Regions from separate parts of the Mus musculus genome. Here regions 1, 2, 3, 4, 5 and 7 are each linked to region 6. A link is a contact called in public Hi-C and promoter capture Hi-C data. All regions are on one chromosome and are shown on one strand. The core of a region is the stretch at or near the end of the contact, and the rest is flanking DNA. Distances in the headings are between cores, read along the strand shown.

Region 1 (2,700 bases), core at 26-2,525, 1.0 Mb before region 6:
AGAGAAAGAGGGAGCATTAATGAAGCAGAAGAGGAGGCAAAGAGAGGGGGGAGAAGATAAGTAAAGCAAGGGGAAGAATAAATTAATAAAGAAAAATTCTGTTAAGAAGACTATCTTATTTGTATGGGAATTTCATATTTAAACATGCATACTACTCTAAAGTGAAAGGGAAAAAGGAAAATGACTATCAATATCATTTCAAAGTAATCAATAGCTACATCTAAAATAATTAGATTATCTGTTTTATGTGGGCATGAACATTTAAGCTTATAAAGTAAAATGAAATTTGCAAGCAAATGTGTAAGAATAAATACCTGCACTAAACGAAGACATTTTTAAAAGTGTTTGAAATTAGATCTGATCTTTAAGTCGAATTACCTACCATTGGAAAAAAAAGTAAAGGACAAGAATAAAACTGTGTCGGTTTTGAAATGATGCATACATACTTGGTCTTAAAGAGAGTGAATAGCTCAGTGATTAAAGGCCCTTGCATGCAACTCTGTGCTTCTGTCTCAAAGCCTTACACACCTTTCATAATAATCCTCATATCTTCTTGAACTGGAGATGTTATATACAATATTAAAACTGCTTGTACCTTTTCTATTTTGTTTAGCAATGCATTTATCACAAAATGGAAGTTACATGCGTACTACACATATCAACACTGACTAGCATCTTGTTGATAGACAAAAGAATTAAGGTGGATATGTTTTAGTTGTTGTCAGTACTGACTGTGTTATTCCATGTCGTTAGAATAGAGCTAACACTCATCCTGCAGTTAATACCTCCAAACAGAATTGAAAAGCCTCAAGATTCTGAGGAAATGGGCATCTGCCCTAGAAGTTGATAGGGGAAGTTCTGATGATGTCATTCTTGACAATATTTTTACATTTATTTTTATGTCAGTAGTGAAAAGAATTACTATTGTCTAATTTTATCTCTTCTCCATAACTAAATTGAGTGCATTATTTGACTTCCTTCCTCTAAAAACTGAGGTCTTTTAGAAGTTTTTAGAAGCTGAGGTCAGTTTCTACTCTATTCAGAACACACTGGAAAGGAACACAAACAAGAGTAAATCAACCTAAAAATAGCTATTGCCAATTCTCTTAATTACTCCTGATCCTACCAGGCTTCTTCCAGCTCACTTCAAACAAGTGCTGACCGTGAGAAACCCTATCTTTGCGTTTCTGACTTTATCACTCTCATGCACCAAACACAAATGTTGATTTATGAAATTAAACTTAATAGCTATGAAATATGAACAATGATAACAAGGAACTCTCACAAACTTGACGCAATGTTTCCTCTATGATCGAGTCACATAATGAACCCTAGAAGTGTCCAGTTGGGGAAGAAGACAACTCCTGCTGTGAAAGATATCATTAAATAATCATAGTAGATATTAGAAAAACAAAACCTAAAATTAATCACAACTCTATGATTTTAAAATAATGGAGAATTTTAATGCATGCAAAAATTATGTTGACATACTAAGACTTCTGTGCATGTTGCTCACAAGCAAGCACAGGTACTGTGATTTTTATCAGTGTATTCGTCCTGCTGTGTCCAGAGAACACTGTTTCATCCAGGTCTTCCCTGATTTCTTGCCCTTACAACCTTTCTGCTCTCTCTTCAGTGATGTTCCCCAGGGCTGATGAAGGGATGTGGTGTTGATGTCCTACTTGTGGCTGAGAAGTGACTACTTATTGTCTACACTTGGATCACTTGTGATTTTCTGTGCTTATCACTCCACTTCACACACTCCCATGTGGTCTGAGAGCTATTCTAATTCATCTATGTCTATAAAGATACCCGGAGATCCATCCCATAATCAGCCACCAAACCCAGACACTATTGCATATGCCAGCAAGGTTTTGCTCAAGGGACCCTGATATAGCTGCCTTTTGTGAGGCTATGCCAGTGCCTGGCAAATACAGAAGTGGATGCTCATTGTCATCTATTGGATGGAACACAGGGCCCCCAATGGAGGACCTAGAGAAAGTACCCAAGGAGCTGAAGGAGTCTGAAACCCTATAGATGGAACAACAATATGAACTAACCAGTACCCCCTGAGCTCATGTCTCTTGCTGCATATGTAGCAGAAGATGGCCTAGTTGGCCATCATTGGGAAGAGAGGCCCCTTGGTCTTGCAAACTTTATATGCCCCAGTACAGGGGAAAGCCAGGGCCAAGAAGTGGGAGTGGGTGGTTATGGGAACAAGGCAGGGGAGAGGGTATAGGGGACTTTCAGGATAGCATTTGAAATGTAAATGAAGAAAATATCTAATAAAAATTGAAAAAAATAGGATACAATTTTAGAGGGAAATATTTATTTATTTATTTGTTTGTTTGTTTGTTTATTTATTTTTACACTTTAGATTTTATTGCTCCCTCCATTTACCCTCCAACTGTTACACATTCCATACCTCTTCCCCAGGCCCCTCTCTCCACAAGTCATAATAGTGTCAGGCCTTGGGAAATCCCCTTGAGTTGGATCCTACTTTGGGCTTGTCCCTGGACCTTCTTTACCTCAGGCTCCTCTCCATTTCCAAACCTGAATTTCTTTCAGACAGGAACAATTATGGGTGAGAGTTGTGACTGTGGGATGGCCCCCCTCCCTCATTTGATACCCTGTCTTCTTTTTTTTTAATTAGGTATTTTCCTCATTTACATTTCCAATACTATCCAAAAAGTCCCCAAT
Region 2 (2,700 bases), core at 127-2,626, 1.4 Mb before region 6:
TGATCAAAGATAGGGTAGAAACCCCAATTGAGACTAAATAACTACTATAATAGGGCAATGGTGACACATGCCTTTAATCCCAGCCTTTGAGAGGCAGAGGCAGATAATCTCTGTAAGCTTGAGGATAGCCTGGTCTACAAAGTGAGTTTCAGTACAGCCAGCCTGTCTCTCAGAGAAACAAACATATGGCACAGAAACCCTGTCTCTCCAACAAACAAACAAACTATAGAAACTAAAACTGCTAGCATATAAAAATATTGAACCCTAATGGTTTCTATATATAGTGAAGGAGGCAAAGGCTTTTTCAAGGGGTATAAAGAAAGCCCTGAACTCTCTGCCATCTTTTTCTTCCACAGAGTCTTATACAATATAGGACAATTTGAGTGTAGGAAGGACAAAGGTTCATTTTTAAAATAAACATGGTCTCTCAAAGTTGACCTTGTAGTCTTGAAACAACATATTCACAATACTCCTGTTTATACCAGCTATGTGTTGTAACATTGCTACCTTACAGGTCTGGGGAAAGACCTGTGAAAGACAACCTTGGAAAAAACCACTCTAACTGAGTAGCAGCATTCCATGGGTGGCGTCTTAGGCAAACCAAGGGCAAAGGAAGTTGGGCACAGTGTCCATTTCCCCCAGCTTCTTCATTGCAAATGCAATGTGATTGGCTGCCTATACTCCTTCCAACAGGACTTCCATATCAGGATGGACTGGACCCTAGGACCTTGAGGCAAACTAACTGCCTGTTCAGTCTACTTCTCTTAGGATATTTTATCACATCAAGGGGAAAGTAATTAATTCAGCCTCCTGTCAATGACTATACAATGCTAGAGTGAAGTTAGGTAAGTGTTGGGCGTTTCACTGCACACCCATGTATACTTTCTGAAAAGTTGTTTCTATTGTATCTCTGTGCATGGAACTGATCTGAGCAAGATAAATAAGCATATTCCTCATGAAAGTGGTAGTGGAGTTTGATCTCCTACAGAAACAAGCTGCCTTATCGTTCTCATGATTTTTAGAAAGAAAACCTTCAAGTGTTAAAATGATATAAAACAAAAGTGGCAATCTGCAGCTCTCCGGTGCCTCCTCCTCCTCCTCACAGCTGAGGGTTTGGATTGACTAGGGCACACCTGGAGTTAGCCCCAAGGTTTGGGGTCCATTTCCAGGCCAAAACCTAAGTTTCCAGTTCAGGGCCTCCAGATTCCATTAAGGTTCCCATGAATCAGGCAGGGCTAATTCAGTCCTAAGCAATCAATCACACTCACTCCATTTTGTGAGTAGGAGTGATTGATGGTCCTCTCCTGGTCATGGCTGACCTAGACGTAGGAAGCAGACCTGAGGACGATGCCTCATGTGTGAGTGGCTTATTTAGAATCAGTCAACTGAAAGAAACGCTCATGTGCCTTCCCTCCCTCCTAACTAAGACAAACCCACATCCTTCATACATTTCCTGCTGGCTCTCACTGGCTTGGAACTAGTGTCATTCTCATCCTGTGACTTTCAAAGCCAATCTGCATGCCTGCACCCCTGCACAATATCTTACAGCCCTCAAAGCCCGGAGACTTCCATATTTTTTTTTCCACTTGATCTTTTCTGTTTAAACTCTTGTCAGCTGGTTTGTAAACTCTTGCGTCTTCTTCCATACCAAGGAAAAAGGCAGGAGTTGTTCTCTTCCTTTCTGCTTTCGTGTCATTTGTTACAGAAGAGAAAGACAAGAAGGGTAGTTTCAACTGGCCTTCCCTTTTTTCACATTGTTCTTTGAAGCAGCAAGGGGGTGGGGGTGGGGGCACGGAGGGCAGGCTGCCTCTCTGATTCTGAATTAATATATTTTGCTTGCAGTGTTGGCAGCTGTGGTGTTTTATGTATTCTTTTCTCCTTCTTGAGAATATTCACGTTGTTTCTCAGAGAACAGCATGGCATCCTGTTACCGTCATCATTATCTTTCAGCCAAGAATCTCCACTGCTGTTCGCTTCCACATGCAAGTCTCTCCCACTCGTTTCTGTGATAAGAAGCTTCCTCCTGTCCTCACACTCATGGAATCCACATTGGCAGCTCCGTGTTGTCAAAGGGAGGCCAGTGTTCCCCACTATTTTCAGGATTGTTATCTTCTCTCCGATCACTGAGGTTGCAAAACCTGTTACAGAAATGATTAGAGAAGTTTCTAAAGTTCACAAAGGAAAGGCCTCACTAAAAGAATTTCTATTCATCATTTCTCTTCATTGGTGAAGAGGAAACACAGGGCTCTTCCCTCTTGTTTTGGAGAAATACCATGGTTACAAAGCAGTCACCACATGAATTAGCAGGAAATTTCCACCAGGATCTGTTAGAGAAAAAGCACAAGGTCACTGATACCTCTGAGAGAAGAGGTGATGATTACCAGTGTGGGTAGAAAGAGAGTACAGCCCTTGTTCAGCATTAACGGTAACTCATTCAAACTGCAGTCAACTGCACACCTAGATGTATATGATATGATAATCAGAGAAGAGTGTTATAAAATACAAAATACATCTGTGTGGGTATATGCACTGTGTATGTGTCTGCTAAGATGCATTTTTGAAAGCTCAATATTTTTGTTTAAATAAAAACATGAGAACAGATTCTTTTCTAAATTTAGCTGAATCCTCAAAGGAGGGAAATACTTTTAGGCAACGTTTTTAATTGTATAATCTTTGTCTTGGCCCCAAATACAATAAACA
Region 3 (2,700 bases), core at 31-2,530, 1.5 Mb before region 6:
AGGGGAAAACGTAATTAGAAAATGGGGGGAAAAAAACAAAATTAGAAAAACACCAGAAAAGCTTGAAAAAATAATAAACATAATGCAAATAAGATGTAACATTTTTTGTAAAAAGATCAAAGTTAAAAAAAACAAGCCGTTCTAATAATACTGAACAAAACAATAACCTCTTGGTACTCTAATCAGAAATATTATGACAGGAAAAAAACCAAACATAATAGGCTTCAATAACAACTCAGAAGTCCTGTAAAACCATTCTTCTGTGCTTTCATCCATCTGCTGACTGGTGGGACTGGTAAATACAGCACAGTGCATGGCCTTGATCATCTGAGACTCCAGGCTAGGAGTTGGGCCCTCTTTTAAACCACAAAGGCACTATTAAAAGCAGTGTTGAAAAGTTTAATGAGATTGGATAATGCAAAGAATCAGTCCTGGTAAATGATTAAGTGGCTGTTGTGCCACTGTTCTAGTATTATTAGAGTGTTATGTAAACTTGATGTAAAAAGATACTTTTATCTAAGTAGCTTTACCCTGTACTCCTAAACAATAAGGAAAAGCTGTTCTGTTTGTATTTCTACCAATTCCTCATGGATCTTTTTTTTTCTTGGTCTTGACTTGTTCTTTCTTATCTATCAAAGCTCTGAGATGACAAAGGTCAGGAGGAAACATTCATGCCTGAGAATGTAATGAGAACTTCAGGCCTTGAAGAGCAGTCTTACTTTTCTATGACTGAGACAAAGTTCCATGGACAAGCCAACTTGTAAAAGAAGTCATTTAATATGACTTATGACTTATGTTTTTAGCGGTGTAGAGTCCATGATGGCAGAAACGAAAGCATGCTGGCAGGAACAGCTGAGAGGTAACATACAGATCTAGGTAAGATGTGTGTGTGTGTGTGTGTGTGTGTGTGTGTGTGTGTGTGTGTGTGTGTATGAGAGAGACAGAGAGACAGACAGACAGACAGACTAGGAATCACAAGTCTTTTGAGAGGCCAACATAACTCTACAACCAATGCACAATTCTTAATCCTTCCAAAGCAGACTGACCAACTTGGAAACAAGTACCAAACATGTAAATATGGTGCCATTTTCATTCAAACGGTCACGTTCCATTTGCTGGGCCCTGTAGGCTTTTGGCCATATCATAATACAAAGTGAATTTCATGCAAGTTAAAAATATTCCCATAATCTTTAATGGTTTCAACACTTTAGAAATCTAAAATCCAAATCTCTCCTGAGACTCAGGGCAATGAGGTAGGCACTTCCTGAGTTGAGTCATGAACTTTGGCAGCACTACATTAAATATAATTATCAACACTGAGAAAACCTTTGCCCCTTCAAGACATGTTTGAATGCTGTTGCTTTTCTGTTTCTCCATTAGGATTGTCCTTCACCATATCTTTTTCTTATTGTTTGCAATATTTTACTATAAACCACCAAGTTATGCTGATGAATTATTTCCTATCATCCCCCAAACCTCAACAAGTAGGAAAAGGTATAATTTTTAAATTGTTCAGAATATTGAATGACTACTGTGTGACTTCTGCTTTAGCATTCTATAATATGAATTTGTACTGTTAATTTCCATAAGATACTCATTTATATTAAAATAATTTCTCTGAATTTTCACCATTTCATATAATGTGTTTTGGTGATATTCATCTCCCTGCCTCAACTCTACCCAGAATCCTCTCTCTCCCTACTCACTCAGCTACCCACTGTATGTTTCCTAGCTACTCCTCCCATTTTCTCTCCTCTTAAAAATAAAAGGTATCTAGTCTGGTTTGTATTGCCTTATTATGCCTAGTATGGAGACTCTCCTTAACAGAAATCAATATACCATGCTTCAGTCCATTGGAAACAAACAAACAAACAAACAAACAAACAAGAGCAATCAAATGCCAATAAGTCCCTTGCTAGTGTTAGGACTTTGTATTCACTTTTCCTTGTTAATTCTGGGATTTTTTTTTCTTTTGTCAAGTTTGATCTCGTGTTCGTGTCATATGTATTCTCATAATCTCTGTGAATTCATTTGTAAATCAGCTTTGTCAGTGCATAAAACATTCTTCCCTGAAGTCATCCATCACCCACGGTTCTTATCAGCTTTCCACTCCTTCTTCCACAGAGATCACTGAGTCATGAGGGAAGAGATATAATATAGATACCCAAATTTGAAAGGCCCATCCTAAAGTCCCTTATTCTCTGAACTGCTGAACACTTGTGGTAATTTGTGTTACTTATCATCTACTAAAAGAAGGAGCAATGCTTGATTTATGAATATGGCAATGTGTTATGAGGGGTTGTTTTATATATATTTTTGTTTAAAAGAATAATAGTAGTAGTTTTCCCAAGAGCTCATGACCTATCTGTACATAGGTACTTTGAGCCTCAATAATAGTTTCGAGTGTCAGATAAGGGTTCCATCCAGTAGAACAAGCTTGAAACCCAAATAAGGTAACCTTTTTATTGGATATTTTATTTATTTACATTGCAAATGTTAACCCCTTTTCTACTTTCCCCACCAGACACCCCCTAACCATTCTCCTTCCCCCTGCTTCTATGAGGGTGCTCATCCACCTGCCCACCCACTCCTGCCTCCCTGTCCTGGCACATCCCTACACTGGAGCATCCTCTGCTACAGATGCTGGAGCCATGGGACCCTCCATGTGTATTCTTAGGTGGGCGGTTTAATCTCTGGGAG
Region 4 (2,700 bases), core at 111-2,610, 1.2 Mb before region 6:
AAAGAAGAAACAGAGGATTGATATCATGTGACAAAGAAATTGCTGGTGACAAAGTAGCAATGTTTCCCTAGTAGGGTGTAGATTCAAGTAGAATGTTAATACACAAAAGGAAATTTTGATAGAATACCCACCAAAGCAATATGATAGGTAGATGTTAGACATATTATGTTAAGAAGGGTGACATTTCTCATAGATTTTTGTGGCAAGGAACATTCCTGAACATGCCAACTGTGTTAAGCTGATGAATAGTGCTTCAGGTTTGAGATGATGATTTGCAAGAAGGATTTTCTCAGCAGAACATACAGCAACAATCTAGATGAGGAAAGATGGTAAGGTGTGTAGTAGATGTCAGCCTACGAGATCTGAAAAGTGGAACATACATTAGTCTAATCTAAGTTTAAAAAGAAAGGTCATTTTCTCTTTACCTTTTGTCCTCTGTGAAGCAATAACCAGGTACATTTTCAATATTGTGTTCGAATTAGAATTGTAGCAAGATCCATATTCTAGAAAGTCTCAAGTAACTAAAATAGATAAAGCTGTACACAAGAAAGTATAGGCAGGTGGACCATGTTGAAATGTGTGTTCCCCAAACTAAAGATCTCCATTTCAAGATTAATTCCAAAATTTTTAGCTTTTAAATAAAGTAATAATTTACTAACCTATAAAAGAGGTAGATGGTTCATTATTTGAAATATCTATAAAGTTGAAGTCCTCTTTCAATTTGGGTGCCCAGGTAGAACAAATAAGACACACCATTGAAGAAATTGGTCCAAAGTTGGTACTTAATAAATATTCAGCAAGTGAGGCTAAAACTGACATTGTCATTATAGGACATGCACTCAGTTAAGAGGTGCACAGTTGTTTGATGAACATGAATATGCCTCAAAGTAGTGAGGCCTGGGGAGAAATGGTGTAAGCAAGGATAAAAATGCCTGTCACACAATGTCTGCCTCTAAGGAAGAGTGTAAAGATTTACAGACACTTCAGCTGACGTATATAAAAGTGACACTGGTCTATAAAACAATTAAAGACATTACATGAGTGCATCCTTTCAACTAAACATAGCCCTATAATCATTCTGTAATGAGAGAATTTTTTTTCTGTTTTCCTATTCACTGGTTCAGCAACCATTTGAAAGAAGTGGGTATAGCACCAGGTAAAAAAATTAAATATAGAAAATAAAGATCATAGGAAGATATTTGACATTTTTATCATGCATTTAAGATATAATATACAATATACTAATATCTCTAGAGAAAAAGCTCACAGTTATTTGGAGAAAACCGAACTGTTCAGATCAGAGAGATAATGTACATTTTAGTAGGAAGCTGTCATAGAAACTGCTTTTCACAGAAAGAGGAAGTTCCCCAAACATACCAGTGGGGGTTTCCCTCTAAATTTACTGCACTTTTACTGGTGAGGTAGAAAATTACACCTTTTGAAGATAGATTTACTCAAATGATAACATGCAAAAAAGCAAACAGGTGTATGAAAAAATATTCACCCTGAATAATCACAAGGAAAATGCAAATGAAAGTCACAGTGAGATAGCATTCATCCCAGAGGGACAGGGCAATCTTCAAGAAGACCAAACACAGGAATATTGGAGGTGAATCTTGAAAAGTGTGGAGTCTGGTGAAAAGACTTAGAAAAGATTTACCAAGTGTCTGAACTTACAGTTAGGGAAGAATGAGAGATGCTGGTGTACTAGTTCACAGCAGGGCAACTATATGTTGGATATATAATACATTATATCATAATAGTTTATCATGGATTTCAAAATGTTAAGGGAAGGGATTTTGATGGCTTTCACCTTGAAACTCCAATAATCTGAGATGACAGAGGGCTTAAACTGGACTCAAACATTGTACGATGTAATAGTACATGAGCTCATCAAATAGCAGTCCGTAAATATGCATATTTTATGTCTTATGTACCAGTTACAAATAAAATTAATTTAAATAAAAACTACGTTTTTGTGAGTAATTCTGGCCTTTTGGGAACTTTTTGCTCTCACTTCTACAAATGAAAATTTGAGCACACTAGATACTTTTTTTTTCACACAGTGAAATGGTGTAACTTATTCAAAAATATTATACTTGCTTGCCATTTTTTATCAGTGGTGAGTGAAAATGAGTCAGCTTTTGTTCTTCAGGTTCACTGGATGATTGGGCCAAGACAGAATCTCTCACTGTAAACACAAAAATGGCAATGTTACTCTAAAAACTGGTGTTGGTCTCACTGTTAAATAAATACTGAATGCGCACGTGATAAGCAGTCCTTTATAAATTTATGGGTAAGCTGTTGCCATAGATGGGGAGATTCAGAAGGGAAAATGAAATACCAATGGGAAGGTTGTTGGACTCTGAAGAAGACAGTGCTATGTGAGCTGAGTTCTGCCTTATCACAGAAGGGAGTAGATGGGGGCAATAAACATACCCTAGCACAACAGGACCCAGGTGAGATATAACTTGGCATAATTCTCAAGAGATGGTAACAAAGAAGTAGATGAAAGACAAATATGGCAAGAGAGAAAGAAGTCAGATTATTCATTGTTTAAACCTGGGCTTAAAACCTTTTTTTTTTTTCCTTCAGAGAGAAGCCATAACTTACAGAGAAGCAGGATAGCAGGATTGTATTTGGTCTGTGCTCTAAAATGACATTCCTCTGAAACCAATGTTTCCTCTTATACACACACAC
Region 5 (2,700 bases), core at 121-2,620, 1.2 Mb before region 6:
TAAAATGATGTGCTTCTGCTTAGAAGCAGAGAGGCATCATGGCACATGGATACATTTTGGCATCTCTGAAACAGCGACATGAAGGCAGTTTACTTGGTTCTTTGCCAAAGCTGTACCCATGTTTCATTCATTCATTCACTCATTCATTCCTTCATTCAGTGTATTCCTTGATGTGGAATCAAGGGTGAAATATGCCACCATGGCATGTTTAACCTGTTAGATGTGCCACAAAAATAAGGTGCATTCCCTTTGAAAGAGTTTAGTCTTTGTTTTGACTGTCCCAAATCTCCCACTGCAGACTAGGCTGGCTTTGAAATCACATAGATCTTTCCTCCTCTGTTTACCAGGTACTAGAGGCATGTACCACCAAGCCCAGCTTGACTAGCAAACTTCTGAGCGAGATCATCATCTTGTTTGATAGTATAATGCTGCACCCTACTATTCTTACACTTTGAGAGTATCCCTTTTTCCCTAAAGCATTAAAAAATATATGATTTTGATTTTGTTTCTAAGCCAATAGAGGTAGTGCAAAATGAAGCCTTGGATATAAGTAAGCCTCAATTCTTACACTGTCTGGAGTAGCAGAAATAAACCTGATACAAAGCAAAACTCATGCAATCTATTGAACAGCCACTTATTCCTGCTTCTATATAACGATATGCGTAGGAATTTATTTGACTGTGTCTTTAGATGTGTGTAGAAGACTGCTTGTGTGTGTGTGTATGTAGAATTAGAAATGACTATAATTGCTACATTCTTTTATGTGAGATATGAATTTTCTGTCCAATAGAAATGGATTAATAATCACTTTATACTGTTTAACTTCTTATCATCTATAATAAATAGAAACTTACCAAGCTTAGACTCCTATGAATTTAAATCTCAGTTGGAAGTACAAATTTTAACAGTCACTGAATTTCTCCTACTATATTTTTTCCCCTTGTTCCTCAGAGTTCTCTCTTCTCCATTGCCTAGAATTCTTTCTTCCCCCTTGGTTAGAATTTCCTAAAATAACCAATTTATTTGCCAAAAATCAAAGACCTGAAGATAACTTTGTACAGTGATGTTGGGGTACCTCAATATTGAGGAAAAGCCACATGAGGCTTGACTTCCCTGCCTCTAGCTTCAGGTTGCTATTAATTTGTTTTCTTTATGTTGGCACTCTGGATCTCCTCAATGTCCATTTTTGTTTTCAATCAGTGAGCATTTATACTTTAGGGAAAATTCAGTCCAAACAAGTTTTCCTCCTGCAAAGTCTTCCTCACTCCTCTCTCTGGATTTCCTGTTAACTTTATCCTATAGTCAGTTCAGTGGAACATGCCTGTCACTCTGAGGGATAGCTAACTTTAGACAACGGCTGCCTGTTTCAAATGTGGCAGACTCAGTGTTCCTGGAGAAGGTAATTATTGGCAGAAAACCAACAACAGAGCATAAAGGAGTGTTCCTTTCTCACTTTGGGCGTTATTTATGGTGAGTTCATTTTGAGAATCTGAATTTCAGAACAACCTCTTTTTCATTTTATATATGTAAGTGCATAATATTATATATAATTATAAAGTAATAGACAATTATAATATTTCCACTATCATTCTCTGATTAATAGTGGATAAATACTTTGGTACCTAGAGCTAAGGAAAGGACATACACTGATCACTGAAGACCAGGCAGCTTCATGCCTCTTTCTTTATCTTGTTCCTCACAAGCAGTAAGTATGTACAGGGGTATTCACTAATTCAGTGGCCAAATATCAAGAAAGAAATTTTTGTTTCCTAAATAGAGTCTTTTTAATGAAAATGGGCATTCAATCCATCTAAGTGATACTGAGACAGACATCTTACATCGTTATCACTTCTGCATTTACCTTAGGTGCATCAGTTTCCCTTTCTCGCATATGTCTGCACTCTAGTACCCATTTCATTCAGCAGGCAGCAAAATCACCCACGGCAATCCAGAGCTACAGAACTTCGGAGTGAGAAATCTTCCATAAAGACACATCCAAAAATGATTTTTTCTCATATCAAGAGCCCTTTAAAATTCTTTTTTAAAATAACACTTTGAAAAAAATAACATCTGCTTAAATCCTTTTATCATGATTTAAACACATTTTCAGTTATCACATTTTTTTCTCCTCCTTTTTCCCCCCTTTTTTTTTCAAAGTTCTTTTTATACTTGTTACCATGGACACAATGTTGCTTGCCTCAGAGTCTAATTAAAATGGTTACTTGTTCAGCCATGGAATTAGAGAATTATCATGTGTTCAGGGAGTGGCTTCAAAATCTAAGCAAACTACCGTTTAGGTCTCTTGATAGCAATGTCTGTGCTCTCTCCCAATCTTCTCATTCTACAGAATTGTTTAATCAATAACCTAGTAAAACAAAGACCCAACAAATACTGTTTAGATGCTCTGCACCAGAACTAAACCTTGTGATTTTAGTTTTCTGGGTAGAATTCTATGAGTATGTAGCAAATGAACAATGCCTATCTGAATATTGGGAGAAGAGGTTATCACCTCTTATGGCTAAATGATTAAATATGTACATTTATTTAAATACATAGTTTTATTGTAAAATTTAAACAAAAATTACTTGCAAACAAATTTCTTAGCTTTGAGGTTATTACTCCCCTACCAAATCATAGCTCACCTCTCATTTTATTTTTGCATAACTGATTCATTTAGTCTGAATATTTTGGCTGTTTGTG
Region 6 (2,700 bases), core at 158-2,657:
AGCAGTTTATCTTAATATGAGTAAAAGTCTAGTGTTGGATCAGGGTATTATTTGTTTCAGGTCTCTTCAGACTGAAAACAGGGGACTATGACATATTTGACAGTATTAAAGCAGAAAAACTGATAAGAGGCAGCTGTTTGGCCCTCTTCAAACCTCCACCTTTTCCTTTATACTGGAGTCTATAGGCTGTGAGACTGGGCATCTCTCTGTGCTCTCGGGTTCTTAAATACTTTCACTATTTAAAATAATGGGGGGGGGTCTCCTAGTATTTTAAGAAATTAAGCCTTAACTGTTGAGGCAAAACAGTTTCTTCCTTTTCCTATAAATACAGAGCATCCTCAAATTTGGCTGTCTTTATTTACTTCTATATTAGTTCCAATTATGTGCAGTGTAAACCAGCTTTTTGATTAACAAAACAGCAGAGCATTGGTTAAGAACACTTAAACTTCAAAAAAAAATCCCCTGGGAAGTGGGCTCTGAATTGGTTAATAATGTGCAGTACTTGCTAAATTGCTGACTTCCAGATGTGGAAAATATCTTTCTTGTTTAGGACCTATGTAACCTGATTGGATTACGACAGAAGCGTCACGTTGGAAGCTTTTTGAGTGATTATTTAATTAACCATACAGTAGAAAGCTGTATTCTCCAGGAAATCCCTTCCATATTTGCATAACCAATCCCTTCAGAGCAAAGGTGGAGTCTTTTCTTTTTAATTTTAGTTTAATTGCAATATCAAAAATATGCACTTCAAAACTTAGACCCCACACAGTTTAGTGTCACCCTCTTCTTTCTTTCGTCCTAAGTTCCTCTGACCTTTCTCCTTCTTCCTCCTGCCCCTGTCCCCTCACTTTGTAATGTGGTCTGCATGAGGTGTAGAGGGGTCCAGAGATTGGCCAGCATAGTACAGCTCTATGTTAACCTAGAGACCCTTTATTAAAATGCCAAACTTTTAATATAGGGATCCAATCCAGAAAATCTCCCCCCCACACACACACACACATACACACATACACTGCACACTGAGATCCTAAGATGCAGTGTACAAGTAGCATTTCCCTCCCCTAGCTCTGGCATCTTTAAAAAAAAAAATGTAATAAGAGAAAGGGCAAGAATTTAGTTCCAAAAACGGTGCTTGAGGTATCCATACAACTTGACGTGCACCTCAAACCTAGTCACCAGAGATATCTGTATAAGACAAGAGATCTGCATGGAAGACCCGAGAGCTTTCCCTTTAACTTTCGCCCCTTGGAGTTCTCCAGTTCTGTGAATGGTGTGCACCGTTTTCCGCCCAGTACTCTGCAGGATTTAGTGATGAGGATAATGATGCCAAAGGCTTGCTTGACGGGGGGGGGGGGGGGGGGGGGGGGCGTGGAGAAGGGAGGGAGGGAGAGAGGAAGGGAGGGAGGTGGAATTTCATTTCTTCCACTAAAGCGTTTGCGGAGACTTCAAGGTATAATCTATCCCAGATCCTTTCCCAGAGAGAAACTTGGCGATCACGTTTTCACATGATGCTCACGCTCAGGGCGCTTCAATTATCCCTCCCCACAAAGATAGGTGGCGCGTGTTTCAGGGTCTCTCTTCTCTCCCCTACAGAAAAGAAAAAGAAAAAAATGTCATTAGAAGAGGCGTAACACGTCAGTCCGTCCCCAGGTTTGTGTTTCCTGGAGTGGCCGAAAAGAGATCAGTTCTAACCTGCTCGGCAGGAATAACGGTCCTGCCTCCAGACACTCTTGGCGAGGTTTTGTTCAGTTTGCTCCGGGAGCTGTTTCTTCGCCTCCACCTTTTTCTCCCCCACACTTCGCGGCTTCTTCATGCTTTTTCTTCTCACCATTTCTGGCCAAAACTACAAACAAGACTTCACAGGTAGGTTTCCCACCCCCCCCTTCTTTTCCTCCTCTTTTTATCCTTTTTTGGTGCTCTTGCCCCCCACCCTCCCTCTCTAATTTTCTCATTTTGAGTGGGAATGTTAGTCTGAAGTGAGCCGGGTGTCTCTGGACAGGAATTTCAGGTGGTTTTAGCTCTTTGGTGGCAGGCTTTCTTTTCCCAAGAGTGGCTTCTTTGCTTTCTCATGCCTTCCCTTACTCTCTCTTTCCTTTCCTCTCCCTTTTTCCCCTTCCCCCAGTAATTCGCCCTGTACCTGTCCATTCAGGTAACCAAAGGTGTTTTTTGCTACATAGTCTAGGAAAAGTTTTGTTGAGAACTGAATGGCTGGGGTAAAAAACTCATCAAGTGGAGAGTTTCTACTGCTTTGTTCTCACACCGACTTTCAATTCATTATATCAAGCAATTAAAACTTGGCAAATACCTGTTAATAATTATAAAACTTATTCGAGAAAGACCTACCAAATTCGGGAGCAAGTCCTTCTCTTAGATCTGGCAGACTAGTCTAACCTTTCCCACCGGAGAAGGCTGTTTTCTAAGCAGAAACTTGACTGTTTTTGTCTGCCTAGCGAGTTTCATTTCTTTATTTCATTCTTTGTGTGTGTGTGTGTGTGTGTGTGTGTGTGAAGTAACACCTCACTTCTGTGATTATAAATAAAGAAGTGAAAGTTCTCTTGGAACTTGAGTCGTTTACCAAAGTGTATGGGAGAGGGGGGGTCGCAACAGCTGGGAAGAAAACTGCTGTCAGGATAATAGGGTTAAAATTAGGGTAACTTTTGATATTTTATTTTAAATGACCAAGTAATATACACATCGATT
Region 7 (2,700 bases), core at 63-2,562, 1.4 Mb before region 6:
ACTAGCATTATTCTGTGTGAGTGTTTTAATTCTTTATTATACCAAATGAAAACACATCCCCCAAAGGGTACTATCTCCATGTCCTTTAGGAAATTCCTGGATTTTAAGGCAAGCTGCTCGATGTCTGGAGGCCTCCTAAAGATTCTAGAGTGAGAAGAGAAATGAGTTTTATATTTTCCTTCCTGGATTCCAACCCTGTTTGTTGGAAGAACAGTTTTCAAGAGATGGGTACAAGAAGTTATCAAAACCTTCCAGAATGAATGTAATTTAAAACGGAATGCAAAATTATTCTGATACTTAAGTTATTTTTCTCTTCATTCAGCGTTCTGAAGTTCTACTACAGGACAAAACAAAGGTTATCTACAACCCTCCTATTATCAGATGACAGTGATTTAGTATTGAAAAGAAGATCCAGGACTTAAATTTTGGGCTCATTGTTGTAATAAGATAATATAAAGAAATGTAAGAAAGTATTTTTCTCTGTCTTACTCCTTTCCTTGTTTTACTACCTATAAATTTAAAGACATTCTTCGGCTCTTTAGAAAAGATGACATAGAACGTAATCCAAAGAACAATACATCAAAAAGAATACAGAATATATACATTGTAATATATACTCAGATGCTTTCCCAGTGGCAATATTATTAGATTGTAATTTTTAGCAGTAACATTATAATCCAAAATTGACTGGACCTTTTCTTTGTAGACTGCACAATTACAAGAGCTTTGATCCTTTTGATTTTTTTCACAGCCACTCAAGGAGGCACCACAATAACCCTGTATAAAGAAAAGTCAGCTGAAGTTTACACTATTGAAACAGCAAAGACCAAATATTTACCTAATAACAGTACCAATCCTTAAAACTCTCAAAATGCTTTGTTGGAGTATTTAGAAGCAATAATCAGTTTAAAATAGAATTGAAAATACTGTTTTCAGACATGAAAAAATGAGGATATATTCTTATCTGTTTATGTCAGAAGTCAGAAAGGAGGTAAAGAGCTTGCTCTTAAAACTGTCTTGCAGTGGAGATTATTACACCAAAATGAAAGTGTTCTAAAAACCCATGGACTGATGATATTCCCACCCAGAGGAGTGGAAAGAGTTCATCTTGTTCAAATATCCCTAAAACACATGCAATCCATATGGGGCTTGGGTCCAGAGCAGGGCTTCAGCACTTTTTCTCTAAGATTGGGTTTCATTCTGCTAACAGCATGTTGGCTGAGTGCCCACTAGCAAGCAATTAAGACGATGTGCTTGCCTGCATTTTAGTAGCTCTCCTTATGAAACATGCGGCCACATGGGAGCAGACGTTTTGCCAGCATGGGTCATGGGCTGAGAGTAGCACTGGGAAAGCTGCTATGCTCTGAGGACTTGTGTCTTCTGGGAAGTTGAGAAGAGGATGGGCGATTGATTAGTTGTGCTTAGGAAAGAAGGCATAGAAGACACTCTAAGAAGTAGGGAAGTATTAGAAACAAAATTAGGAAAGGAAAACTGAACTACCAAAGTACTTAAGGAGGAAAGGAATGAACTAAGGTCTGGTAATTCAGGAGAAGTGAGAGTAAATGGTATATTTAAAATCTGCTGATGAGAGCTTCTTACCCTTCAACTTGAATGGTGGCTCGTTTAATTATCTTTTATAAGAAACACATAAATCCTGAGCATTGAGAATAAGGGAGGTATTTATTTAAGGCAAGGAGAAGGGTGGTGAGTGTGCTTTACCTGAAGGGCACTTCATGTGAAGAGGGTTAGGAGTAGGTGAGCCAACATGCATACCATCTCACTGCCTGCTTTGCAATAAATGGAGTCTATCACTTTATTTTTGTCTAGAAAGAACAGTAAGGGAGTGCAGACTTAGATGTGTTACCTGAAGCAATTAGGAAGTGATATACATCAAACAAGCTATCTGTGTGGGAGAGGATATGCCCCTCCTATGGCAATGATGTAAATAAATGGTTTTATATATGAATGATTACATACAACCCCATAGGCATGGTTTACAGAGCTCTCTGCTATGGAAGCTATGGATCAGTTCATCTAACTAGGAGCATTTCCACTATGTAAACAGAGAGCAGAATTCACACAAACTGTATTTCTCCTTCACCATGACCCATGAGGTATAAATTAAATCAAGAACTACTGTGTTGTCAGCTGTGTCTTATATGCAATCTGTAAAGATCCAAATGTATAGAAAACTGCCCTTTAAATTATTAATATGGCCTCTTGAATAAATAGTATTACTGGAATATATAAAGGGAAATTTATCTATATCATTTTCAGAGATAAATCTACTATATTAACTGTCATAAATATGTACTTCTCATTTCTATGTGGATATCTATGAAACAGATTTTCATTGTACAAAGAATCAATAATGACTAGGTGGTTTGAACTCTATGAGCCCCTAGGTGATATAAGCTTACAACTTGATGACAAGAGATCTAAAGCATGTCTCAAATTTTTAATATGATAAAATATGTAAATCATAAAATTTAGGTTATCTCAACCTAGTGTTTACAAGTAAAAATCTTTTGGTAAATAAGTCTTATATGTATACCTTATATGTATAAGTCTTATATCTATACCTTATATGTATAAGTCTTATATGTATACCTTATATGTATAAGTCTTATATGTATACCTTATATGTATAAGTCTTATATGTATACCTTATATGTATAAGTCTTGTATGTATACCTTATA

Evidence for each region. Promoter capture Hi-C pulls out the DNA fragments that hold promoters and counts their contacts. A called contact is a pair of places that touch in the nucleus more often than the background predicts.
Region 1: a Hi-C map of bone marrow-derived macrophages shows a contact between it and region 6, with 5 times the contacts expected there. The contact joins the enhancer-like site here to the promoter of Zeb2 in region 6. A contact is called at or near these places in 8 of 39 promoter capture datasets (the 3T3-L1 cell line, 3T3-L1-derived adipocytes, the HPC-7 cell line and 3 more), 1 of 15 datasets of contacts at CTCF or cohesin (pro-B cells), 1 of 484 Hi-C or Micro-C datasets (bone marrow-derived macrophages) and 2 of 115 datasets of contacts at active chromatin or transcription factors (bone marrow-derived dendritic cells and large pre-B cells).
Region 2: a promoter capture Hi-C map of the HPC-7 cell line shows a contact between it and region 6, with 5 times the contacts expected there. The contact joins the enhancer-like site here to the promoter of Zeb2 in region 6. A contact is called at or near these places in 9 of 39 promoter capture datasets (the 3T3-L1 cell line, 3T3-L1-derived adipocytes, the C10 cell line and 4 more), 1 of 484 Hi-C or Micro-C datasets (embryonic fibroblasts), 7 of 115 datasets of contacts at active chromatin or transcription factors (bone marrow-derived dendritic cells, cardiomyocytes, embryonic hindbrain and 4 more) and 1 of 9 other capture datasets (adipose tissue).
Region 3: a contact with region 6 is called in a promoter capture Hi-C map of the 3T3-L1 cell line, with 8 times the contacts expected there. The contact joins the enhancer-like site here to the promoter of Zeb2 in region 6. A contact is called at or near these places in 5 of 39 promoter capture datasets (the 3T3-L1 cell line, cranial neural crest, maxillary cranial neural crest and 1 more), 1 of 484 Hi-C or Micro-C datasets (embryonic fibroblasts) and 1 of 115 datasets of contacts at active chromatin or transcription factors (embryonic stem cells).
Region 4: a contact with region 6 is called in a Hi-C map of B cells, with 2.3 times the contacts expected there. The contact joins the enhancer-like site here to the promoter of Zeb2 in region 6. A contact is called at or near these places in 3 of 484 Hi-C or Micro-C datasets (B cells, bone marrow-derived macrophages and centrocytes) and 7 of 115 datasets of contacts at active chromatin or transcription factors (bone marrow-derived dendritic cells, embryonic forebrain, embryonic hindbrain and 4 more).
Region 5: a contact with region 6 is called in a Hi-C map of cortical neurons, with 2.6 times the contacts expected there. The contact joins the enhancer-like site here to the promoter of Zeb2 in region 6. A contact is called at or near these places in 8 of 39 promoter capture datasets (the 3T3-L1 cell line, 3T3-L1-derived adipocytes, the HPC-7 cell line and 4 more), 2 of 484 Hi-C or Micro-C datasets (cerebral cortex and cortical neurons) and 4 of 115 datasets of contacts at active chromatin or transcription factors (embryonic forebrain, forebrain, large pre-B cells and 1 more).
Region 7: a contact with region 6 is called in a promoter capture Hi-C map of 3T3-L1-derived adipocytes, with 6 times the contacts expected there. The contact joins the enhancer-like site here to the promoter of Zeb2 in region 6. A contact is called at or near these places in 11 of 39 promoter capture datasets (the 3T3-L1 cell line, 3T3-L1-derived adipocytes, the C10 cell line and 7 more), 6 of 115 datasets of contacts at active chromatin or transcription factors (bone marrow-derived dendritic cells, craniofacial prominence, embryonic forebrain and 3 more) and 1 of 9 other capture datasets (adipose tissue).

What each region holds. Positions count from the first base shown.
Region 1 is chr2:46,140,271-46,142,970 of GRCm38.p6, reverse strand. No RefSeq gene overlaps it. Among named protein-coding and RNA genes, the nearest start is that of Gm13470, 300 kb to the left of the region's middle. Within about 2 kb of position 1,275, at least 3 of the 459 cell types and tissues checked have an H3K27ac peak or open chromatin away from gene starts, as enhancers often do. A contact at or near this core is called in bone marrow-derived macrophages, where this site is marked.
Region 2 is chr2:46,524,122-46,526,821 of GRCm38.p6, reverse strand. No RefSeq gene overlaps it. Among named protein-coding and RNA genes, the nearest start is that of Gm13470, 83 kb to the right of the region's middle. Within about 2 kb of position 1,376, at least 19 of the 459 cell types and tissues checked have an H3K27ac peak or open chromatin away from gene starts, as enhancers often do. A contact at or near this core is called in the HPC-7 cell line and pro-B cells, where this site is marked.
Region 3 is chr2:46,569,186-46,571,885 of GRCm38.p6, reverse strand. No RefSeq gene overlaps it. Among named protein-coding and RNA genes, the nearest start is that of Gm13470, 130 kb to the right of the region's middle. Within about 2 kb of position 1,280, at least 2 of the 459 cell types and tissues checked have an H3K27ac peak or open chromatin away from gene starts, as enhancers often do.
Region 4 is chr2:46,301,526-46,304,225 of GRCm38.p6, reverse strand. No RefSeq gene overlaps it. Among named protein-coding and RNA genes, the nearest start is that of Gm13470, 140 kb to the left of the region's middle. Within about 2 kb of position 1,360, at least 13 of the 459 cell types and tissues checked have an H3K27ac peak or open chromatin away from gene starts, as enhancers often do. A contact at or near this core is called in B cells, bone marrow-derived macrophages and centrocytes, where this site is marked.
Region 5 is chr2:46,283,636-46,286,335 of GRCm38.p6, reverse strand. No RefSeq gene overlaps it. Among named protein-coding and RNA genes, the nearest start is that of Gm13470, 160 kb to the left of the region's middle. Within about 2 kb of position 1,370, at least 5 of the 459 cell types and tissues checked have an H3K27ac peak or open chromatin away from gene starts, as enhancers often do. A contact at or near this core is called in cortical neurons, where this site is marked.
Region 6 is chr2:45,111,986-45,114,685 of GRCm38.p6, reverse strand. It overlaps Zeb2 (zinc finger E-box binding homeobox 2), which reads left to right and starts at 1,407. Exons shown (of 10, transcript NM_015753.4): 1 at 1,407-1,863. It overlaps Zeb2os (zinc finger E-box binding homeobox 2, opposite strand), which reads right to left. Exons shown (of 3, transcript NR_110572.1): 2 at 1,693-1,843; 3 at 599-1,587.
Region 7 is chr2:46,464,138-46,466,837 of GRCm38.p6, reverse strand. No RefSeq gene overlaps it. Among named protein-coding and RNA genes, the nearest start is that of Gm13470, 23 kb to the right of the region's middle. Within about 2 kb of position 1,312, at least 10 of the 459 cell types and tissues checked have an H3K27ac peak or open chromatin away from gene starts, as enhancers often do. A contact at or near this core is called in 3T3-L1-derived adipocytes, where this site is marked.